Linked DNA regions of Hordeum vulgare: region 2 is linked to region 1. Evidence: chromatin contacts called from public Hi-C data. All regions are on one chromosome and are shown on one strand. The core of a region is the stretch at or near the end of the contact, and the rest is flanking DNA. Distances in the headings are between cores, read along the strand shown.

Evidence for each region. A called contact is a pair of places that touch in the nucleus more often than the background predicts.
Region 2: a contact with region 1 is called in a Hi-C map of leaf, with 3 times the contacts expected there. The contact joins two enhancer-like sites. A contact is called at or near these places in 3 of 6 Hi-C or Micro-C datasets (leaf and seedling).

What each region holds. Positions count from the first base shown.
Region 1 is chr2H:554,475,790-554,480,954 of MorexV3_pseudomolecules_assembly, reverse strand. No RefSeq gene overlaps it. Among protein-coding and RNA genes, the nearest start is that of LOC123430502, 8.5 kb to the right of the region's middle. Within about 2 kb of position 2,179, at least 1 of the 3 cell types and tissues checked has open chromatin away from gene starts, as enhancers often do. A contact at or near this core is called in leaf, where this site is marked.
Region 2 is chr2H:554,529,827-554,534,991 of MorexV3_pseudomolecules_assembly, reverse strand. No RefSeq gene overlaps it. Among protein-coding and RNA genes, the nearest start is that of LOC123430503, 4.8 kb to the right of the region's middle. Within about 2 kb of position 2,496, at least 3 of the 3 cell types and tissues checked have open chromatin away from gene starts, as enhancers often do. A contact at or near this core is called in leaf, where this site is marked.

The sequences.
Region 1 (5,165 bases), core at 930-3,429:
TTAAGAGGACGTTCAAGCTTCATACCACCACCATCGTGTCTGACGGAGACGGTGCTGGATCTGGCATGAAACCTCGGATCCACAACATCCTACAAATAGCTGTTATTGACATTTAGTAAGAGAGGATGTATAAGACCATATAATAGCTTCGAGATTAGAAGACAATCTTGCAATTTGTTGAAACATTTTTGAAAATTATGGATAGTTTTGTAATTTCGAATATTTTCGAGAACACAAACAATTTTAAAATTTTGAACAATCTTTGTTGAATGTGAATATACTTTATAGTTCCAAACATTTTTTTGAAGAACAAATTTGGTATTCCGAACAAACTCTTTTTGAACAAAACTTAAAAAACATGAACAATTTCTGAGAATCCTTGAATTTTTTTAAATGTGGACACTTTTGAAATTCCATTTTTTTAAATTACGAATACATTGCGTGTATTATTATTTTAATCATAAAGTTTCAATAAAAAAGTGTTTTAACATTTACAAAATGTTCATGCATTTCAAAATAAAATCTGTCATGTTTTTAATAAATGTAGTATAGAATAAAGAAAAGTTTGCTAACATGCAAAGAAATATTTGTGAAAATTTTCTAAAAAAAACTTCCTGCATTTAAAAAAAAATCATGACATTATCTAAAAAAAATGTTATGCAATGTACAAAAAAATGTTCATAAAATTTGTTAGATTGAAGTTGTGAGTCAAGTGTGGACTTGCTATTGGGACTAAGAAAGCTCGGGCCCCAATTGCAAGTAGAGGGTGGAGTTGCAAGTGGGACAAAAAAGGTTGTCTCTGGTTGTGAATGAGGAGTAGACTTGCAATTGAGACAAAAAAAAGGTCAGCTCATAATTGTGTGTCGAGAGTCTGACTTGCAATTGGAAGAAAAATGTTCGGCCCCAGTTGGGCTCAAGGATGGACTTGCAACTATGACAAAAAAATATCGAGGCCCACTTGCGAGTAGGGGGTGGATTGCAACTAGGACAAAAAAGATCGAGCCCCAGTTGCAAGTCGAGGATGGACTTGCAACTATGACAAAAAATATCGGGGGCTAGTTACGATTCGAGAGTGGGATTGCAGGTGGGACAAACAAAGATTGGGCCCTAGTTACGAGTCGAGGATGGACTTGCAAATGAGAAAAAAGGTCATACCCCGGTTGCGACTCAAGTGTAGACTTGAAACTAGGACAAAAAAAGGTCGGGCCTCAGTTTCGAGTGAAGGGTGGGATTACAACTAGGGCAAAAAAAGGTGAAACCCAATTGCGAGTTGATGGTGGATTTGCAACTGGGACAAAAATGTCAGTCCCTAGTTGCGAGTCAAGTATGAACTTGCAACTTGGACAAAAAGATCGACCCCTAGTTGCGAGTCAAGCATGGACTTATAACTTGCACCAAAAAGGTGGGACCCGAGTTGCCATTCTAATGTGAACTTGCAACTAGGAGAAAATGTTGGCCCTAGTTACAAGTTGAGGGTGCATTTGCAACTACGACAAAAAAAGCTTGGGACTTGGTTGCGAGTCAAGTGTTGACTTGGAACAGCAAAAAAGGTTAGGCCCAATTACGAGTCGGCGGTAAACTTACAACTGGGACAAAAAAAGGTTGGCCTTAGTTCTCAGTCATGGTTGGACAATTAACTAGGACAAAAAAAGTTGGCAGAGTTGTGAATCGATGACAGACTTGCGACTGGATAAGAAAAAGTTAAACTTTAGTTGTGAGTTTGAGGTGGAGTCGCAATTGGGACTCAAAAGACTAGCCGTCAGTTGTGAGCCACGGATGAACTTAAAACTGGGTCCAAAAATAAAATAGAGATAATTAAAATAAAAACGAAACAAAAACCAAACAAAAATTGAAAAGCAAAAAACACAAAAGGGAAAAGGAAACAAATAAATTGAAAATTGAAAAAGAAAATCATCAAAAAAGCAAAGAAAAAAAAACAGTCGCAAACTTCTAGCCAAAAGCTGGAACATGAGAAGCATATAAAAGAGGCTGACACCTACACTTCGCTCTAAAAGGAAGAAAAGCCTATCACGTATCCACAACACTACACATGCATTTTGTTGCAAAAGAAATCGCTGGTAAATGCAACAAACAAAGAGGAAAAATAAAAGATAGCTCACGTAACAAAGAAGCCCATCTCTATGACGAGACAACGCAACAAAGGACAAGCACGAGGAATTACCTATTTAGAGCAAAGGACAGGCGCCTGCAAAACGCACCCCCGTTTAACGCATGGGCCGGCCTAGTTGGCTTCGATTTTCTGTGTTAATAAATATGCTACGCTGCGGGATAGAATACAAGACCTAATGCTTGGCTGAGACCACAGTAACCACTAGGCCATCACGATATATGTGACTAAGTTTTTCCTTTCGTCCATTTAATTCTCTTTTTTCTGTTTCTTCCTGTCCGCTACTTTTTTTGATGTTTTATTTGAGTTTTTGTTTTTTATTTATTTTCTTAAATGCGTGGATTATTTTTCTAAAATTCTTGAAGTTTTTTTCAGTTTAATGATCTTTTTTAACATTTTATGAATTGTTTTCCAAATCGATGAACTTCTTTTCATATTCGATGAACATTTTTTAAAATCGATTATTATTTTTCAAATTCGATGAATTTTTTTAAAATTGATGAACTTTTTTTCCAAATTCGGTGAACTCTTTTCAAATTGGATGAAATTTTTCTAAAATCGATGAACTTTTTTCATTTTTATGATTTTTTTCTTCTTCTTTATTATTAAAGTCAACGGTTGACCAGTCAATTGGTCAACTGCGACAGTACAAAACAGCTGTCGTGCGAGCTAGCGATCGATCAGGCGGGGCGAGTCACATGGGCCGGCCCACTTGCCGTTCCAGCAGGCGCCGGTTGGCTTCCGCGACGCTGAACGCGTGGAATAGGAGCTCCCCAAGCACGAGATCACGTGTGTGCGAATATTAAAGACATGAAAGATTCAATAGTTAAAGATTTAGATGTGAGATAACTATTTCATATTTAAATGTAAAATAGTAAATCTAAAAAATGAACCCTCTAAACTATATGTTCGCAGCCGTGTCACTAATGGACTCCATGAGAAGATACGGAGGAGATGAACCCCTTCCAATCTTGGCCTTGCAGAGAAGCACCTTGTCCCAGCACCCGATTCTGTAACAACACTTGTAAAGTCCTTGGACATCTTTGGTCTCTTTTCAGAAGGCAAACTCCGTCTCCCTATCCGACACTGGATACAAGTACATTTCAGCCACTTATTGTTGTGCTTAAAAAACTCATATGGATGAGGCAAACTCATGGAGACTATGGTTCATCTCTTAACAACATTGTATTCCAAGGTGATGGTGAGGGTGCGATCAAAATATTTCACAATCCTGAACTTCACGCATTGACATCCGTCACCACTTCATTTCAGACCATCTAACCGTGTAAATAAGCATTTTGTTTTTTTCCTCGCTTACGCATAGCTTTGATCTTATATGATTTTGCTATTTGCTGTTGTATTTTGTGTGTGCGTGCGTTGATGTTGGTTGTGTGTATCTTAGCTACGGAGAGGCTGGACGTGTGATCATTGTATTTGTGTACTCTTGATGCTCTAGTTTGAGGCAATAAAATCCATCCTTTATCAAAGCAAAAAACTAGATTTTGATATGCTACATTCAGTGATATACTTGTCATTAGTTGGAAAATGAGACAATACATAGCTATCCAAATGTAGTCCGGCAAGTCTAGCAAAGAGTTGAATCTTTCCAGCTTAGCTAATACTAATATATGCTTTGGTTTTCAGGAAAACATGGACGAGGAAGGCAAGGACAAGCATGCGGAAAATATGCAGATTGAAGGCATGATAACGAAAGACGAGGATGTGAACCCCGAGTCATCAAAGACAATAGAACAACAAGCCATCATGGATGATACAGAAAACATACATATTAATGAGGTCATTATTATATTTTCACATGTCATTATTATTGTTATCCTAGCGGGACAAAACAATATGTAATTTGTGCTATGATATCAAATATACAACTATTTACTCACCTTCATAATATTCTCTCTTTTATATGGACTACATACTGTATAATATTATATTATTGTGTGTTTCAGTTACTAATCAAGGAAGAATCAAGTGGAATAAATGACAAAGATGAAGTAGAGAAAAAGAATAGCACGCATGCCACTGATTGCGAAGTGACACAGGCATGCTTTCTTTTCAAAGTATCCCAAATAGTTCTAATCTAATTATATTATACTCTGCATAGGGATTACTCTTTGTAATGTTGCTCTCAGGAATTAACAAGGAAGGGAACAAGTGAACAAATGCAGCCTACTCAAGACAATGAATTAGCACAAATGTTCGACACCGAAGGGGGGGAAACTATAGGGGACAACTTGGCAGATTCAAATGTACGAGCCGACAAAGATGAAGAGGAGAAAAAGAAGAGCACACAGTCCACTCATTCCGAGGTGGCAAAGTCATCTTTTCTTTTTCAACTATGTCCTAAATAAATAGTTCTAATGCGAAAGTCAACTTTTCTTAGGAATTAACCTTCAAGAAAACAAGTGAACAAATGCATCAAGTTCAGGACGAGGAATTAGAACAGACATGGGGCACCGAAGGGGCATAAACTATAGGGGATAAGCTGGCAGATTCAAATGGAATAGCCGGCAAAGATGAATTGGAGGAAAATAAGAGCACGCAGTCCACTGATTCTGAACTCTCCAAAGGGACAGAGGTATCTTTTCAATTCCAACTATGTCCCAAACTGTTCTAATTCTAATTCTATTATATCTTGCATACAGATGATTCTTTGTAATGTTGCTCTCAGGAATTAACAAACAACTAAACAAGTAAACAAATGGAGGCATATGGGGATGAAGAATTAGAACAAACGTCCGGCAGGGAAGGGGCAGAAATTATAGGGGACAAGCTGCCAACGCCCGCGCAAACATGGAAGCCTATCCGACTGCATAACAAACCTAAGAAGGCACAAGACTACGTGGTGGCTCCAGAAGGCACGGACAAATCTTTCTATGCCCTGGTTTTGCTACATTTGTTTTCCTCATTATTAATAAATGTTATTACTTCCATCATGATAGATTACGCCTGCACCGGCGATGATTGGTCCGTGATTGAAAATATCATGTCTGAACCAAATGATAAAAGGACTTTAGTGAGC
Region 2 (5,165 bases), core at 1,247-3,746, 54 kb before region 1:
AATCTTGGTCGTCATTGTCGAAGGTGGACATGTGGTCGTCGCCGTCGTGGGACGAGGAATCGAAGAGGACGATCACCCCTTCATCTGGCGGACGACCTTGTCGTGCTACCGCTTCAGTTTGGCGACCCGAGCCGCCTCCTCCACTACCTTGTTTGCCTCGCCCTCCGGCTGCTCAATGGAAAGCCGGAGCGCCTCCGGGTTCTTCCATCGTAGGCGGTGAGCGTCCGTCTCCGTCGTTGCCAGTGATTGACGGTACACCCAAACGACCGATGGTCTTCGTCGGGCTCCGCCAACAACGCGCAGCGGCGGCGCACTGACAACTCTATCACGTCCCTCCCCCTGCCTGTTGTGCAGGCCGGCGGCGCGGGCATTAGCACCCAATGCTACCCGCGTGGAGCAACGGCCCACAGGGAAAGGGGACAACGCAGTGACGAAGCAGAGTGTGCTGCCCTAACGGAGTTGTGAGTGGGCCGGGAGGGGCTAGCTCCGGCGTCCATACTGCACCGACGCAAAAGCGGTGACCAGTGGCGTACCTAGGGGGTGTGTCGGGTGTGCCATGGTACACCCAGAATTTTAAGAGACATTATTTTACTATGTAAAAATTTGTTAATTTTAAAGGACTATCCAAACCAATTAAAATAGACCTCACATTTTAAGGTGTGCACATCCATCATTTCATTTCTGGGTCCACCATTGGCGATGACGGTGCATATCCGAAGCCGCCCCAGTGACCACCGTGGACCGCTCCAAGGTAATGCGGATAGCAAGCTTCCCGTTTTAGTTGAGGTTGAACTTGGAGTGGCCCCCGGAGCTTGACATCTCGTCCCAATTTGATTGAAATCGAAGTGGAAAGAGGAGGGGATGTAGCGAAAGAGGAAGGTGAGAGTGAGCTAGTTCGGGCCTGTTAGGTCTGATGTGACGGATGCGCTTAGACATGCACGCGCGTCATATAACCGCGAGTCGATCTTATTGTCTTTGTAGTACATCATTGTATTTACTGCTCTATCTGTACGTAGAGTAATTCAAAACATATACTAACTAACCGTTGCGGACCGTAAGACACACAGCATGACACTCTGACAAAAAACTAACAAATGTCAAGCCGATATTAATTAACATGGTACATGAGCAGCCGTCATCGAGCACCAGGAACCCCCCCTCAATCGGAAAAAATCCATTTTAAACCCTGAATTTATAGAGGTTCGGCGAAATGAACCTTCAATTCAAAATCCTTGTCGATTGCACCCTAAACTATGCAATCCTAATCTAAAAAAAACCCTGGGTTCGTTTGACAAATCGGAATTGTTCATTTGACCGGGATTGGGCTGCGCTGCGAGGGACACGCGCGAAAATGACTGGGCCAGCCCAGTCAAGCCCATCTCGCTCTCGGACTTCACAATATTTACGGAAATAAGAAAAGTGAGAAACAAATTCACGAATTTCGAAGAGATAATCATGGATTTAGAAATGGCACGTACTATTTTGAAATGACACGTACTATTTTTATAATATTTAAATATATTTTAAAATGGCACGTATTATTTTTATAATATTTAAATGTCACATACTATTTTTATAATATTTAAATATATTTTAATATGCCACGTACTATTTTTATAATATTTAAATATATTTTAAAATTCCACAAACCGTTTTTATAATATTTAAATATATTTTAAGATGCCACGTACTATTTTTATAATATTTAAATAAATTTTAAAATGCAACGTAGTATTTTTATAATATTTAAATATATTTTAAAATGCCACGTACTATTTTTATAATATTTAAATAAATTTTGAAATGCCATATAGTATTTTTATAATATTTAAATACATTTTAAAATACCACGTACTATTTTAAAATAGTCCACCATCGTTGTTTTTACCATCAGAAGTCCACCAGGGCTACACCTTCGTTGTTTTCAGTGCATACCTTTTTTGTTCTTTTCACTCTTCTTTCCTTTTCCTTTTTCTTTCTTTTCATAGTATGGCTCCTCCAGTCACACCCAGGAGCTCTATCCCTGTGTTCTCTGCTCCAGGTGGACGCACACGGCAGCTCGTGATTTTCCATCACCCGATTTGCTTCCGTTTTCGTGATTTACATCCACCTCCGTCCCCCCCTTCGTCGCCGTTAGAGATGATGAAATTATGGAGGCCGAGGCGCCATGACTTACCTGTGGTCGTAGATGTAGCAGAGAACCTCGGCGCCGCGCACAACCAACGGCCCCCATCCTTCTCCTCTTCTCCCATCACGCGCACGAGTCGCTCTACGCCTGATCGACTTGTTGGTGCCCTCCTCCCTCCGTTGTGGTGCTGGCTTCACCGGTCTGCGTCGCCGTCGTTCGTCGTTGTCATCAGGTTCTCGTCGGCGACGCTCGCACTGAATCCCTAAGATTTTCTCTCCCTGTCACCGTGCGGAACGAGATCTACAAGGGGAACGGCGAGGCCGGGAAACGAGACAAACCCATCTTCTCTCCCTCCCACTGTCCCACTTGATCGGTTTCGCTCCCCCACACGTGTCTCAGTATCGTGATGTCACGTCAGATGGACAGCTAGAGTGCGGCCGCTCCAGCGCGCTTGATAGCGCGTGCGCGCCCCCCCCCCCCAACATTTAGGTTTATATATATACTAGTTGAATGACCGTGTGTTGCAACAGGTTAACAAAAGATATATAAACACATTGATCAAATGATGATGCTGATTTGGAATTTTATGTGAAATATGATGGCATGTAGTTTCAATTCATGTAGTAACACTGACTATTTCTTTCGTTTCTTCCCTCTTCAACAACCAATGTGAATATTTTTTTGAACTTGAAAAATCATGGAAGAAAAAGCTAAATTCTTAGAGGCCGTGCGTCAACAATATGTGTATCCACGTGTTGTGTCTCCTTAAGCACCCTCTTCATGAAAGAAGAAAAAACCCTTTTCATGAAAGAAGACATAGAAACAACTTTCTACTTGCGTCCCCCAAGAAAAAACCATGTACATTCATTCTGTTTATCAGCCTTGCTCATTGGAAGAAGACAGAATGTCATCTTTTTCCCTAACTTGATACCAATGAACAGAGCGAAGTTGATGAAAACTTCAGTAGAAAAGCATATATAACATGGAATGAGAGCACGAGGAATCTGCATATGATGTGACTATTCAAGATTCATTTTCTGATATATTGAGTTAGATGCATCAAATCAAGTCTTCTTGACATCATTTAAATGCACATCACAAGTACCGACCTCTTACTGCCACCAGTATGGCAAGAAGCATGGCATGCTACCCTGGAAAAAAATCACCAGCAAAATGCAGCACGCTGGCTTCCGATCCTTTATCAAAATACCACATTGTACTCGAGAATAGTGCACATCATTGCAGAGTAACCCGCAAAAAGGAAACTTCAGACCCAAGAATGCAACATCTTTCTTCTCTCGACCAGCTGCACGCACATAAAACAACAATTATAATGGAAGGCTAAGGTGGGAATCTATCTGGTTGTGTCTCGAGGAGGAAGGCGCGTGGTCCGGCGCCTCGCTATGGAGGAGGACGGAGCCAGCGAGATCCATCAGTTTGTGTCGCGTGAAGGAAGGAGGCGCAACGCCTTGTGTCGCCACGACGGGAGGCATGGTGAGGTGGTTGGGAACGGAAGGGAGGTTGGGTTATGGGAAGGGCTGCCGACGAGATGATGGCGCTCGTGTAGCGCGGGGCAACGTGAGGAGAGTGGGGTGTGGGGTGGAGGTTTTCGCACGAGGTAGACTCGAATATGGGTGAAGGGATCAGTGAGGTTAGAGCGTGGGAGATGCGTTCACGGGTGAGACTCCTATTGTGTTTTCCTTTTTTTTATAATTCTTTTTTTCTGCAAGCGATTAAGGGGGTGAGAGGATGGTCGAACCATCACAACTATGACATATTTTTCTTTAATAGTAGAGATATGGATTTTGAGTTTGCTAACCACATCATTTCCCTCTTCACTCTAACTCCCAATCTCTAACCAATGACTTTTAATCTCCCTGCACCTAAACTCCCATCCCCCACCTTCAAACCAAATGGGCCCTTATCCATCTTATGCCATGCATGCCGGAAATAGAAGACTGGCAATATGGAATGGAGGGGATAGTAACAGAATACAAACCATGAAATTTAACAAAAAACATTAAGTCTTCACTCTAACTCCCAATCTCTAACCAATGACTTTTAATCTCCTCGCCCCTAAACTCCCATCCCCCACCTTCAAACCAAATGGGCCCTTATCCATCCTATGCCATGCATGCCGGAAATAGAAGGCTCGCAATATGGAATGGAGGGGATAGTAACAGAGTACAAATCATGAAATTTAACAAAAACATTAAGTCTGACATAGTATGGACATAAAGATACACATACACATACACCACCAAGGCACATTACCTCCAGTAATTCATCCCGATAAAAACACAGATCAAATAGGCAAGGCAAGAAACAGAACTATCCTCCATAATCTTGAAAAGATGCTCAGTGCTACGGTGGTTGTAGTATGTAAAGAAAAGATCAAACACGAAAAGGTATCATCACCCTGGAGATGTCATCGCATATCAAAATTCAACACCAGTCTCAGCTCTCAGTCGATGGTTACACTAACTGATTAGATGACGTAGATGTTAGAGCGATGGTACATACATGACTACAAATGGTACTTGGTCTACAATGATCCGTTATAAACAATACCCAACCATCAAAATGTTGCAAATTGCGTCTCCTTGAAGATCACGTCATGATAGCCCCATGGAAGTACTTGATATGTTCCCAGTGCAAAAGGACAATGGACAATTGCAAGTGCTTCCATCATCAAACTACATCATCAAGTTGATATCTGCAGTTTGTTGCGCCGGCTCGTTCATCATGGCCTCGTCAAAGAACTTGTTGATGCTAACATCCTCGCTCATGCCCTGGAAAATGGGTGTGCATGCGATTAATTCTATCACCACTTCAAAAGAGGCTAACATTGTATGTATGTTCAGTATATCTAGATGTATGTCTCACCTTCCTTCGCCTGGTCTTCACCATGAACTCACGGTCAAGGTGTTGGATGGGTGCCGGTTCCAGAGGCCGGAGGACAATGCCCTTGTCAAGAGGATGGCCAGAAACAATAGCCCGGTGGTCAAACACTAACACACAAAATGCTTGCCCCTAT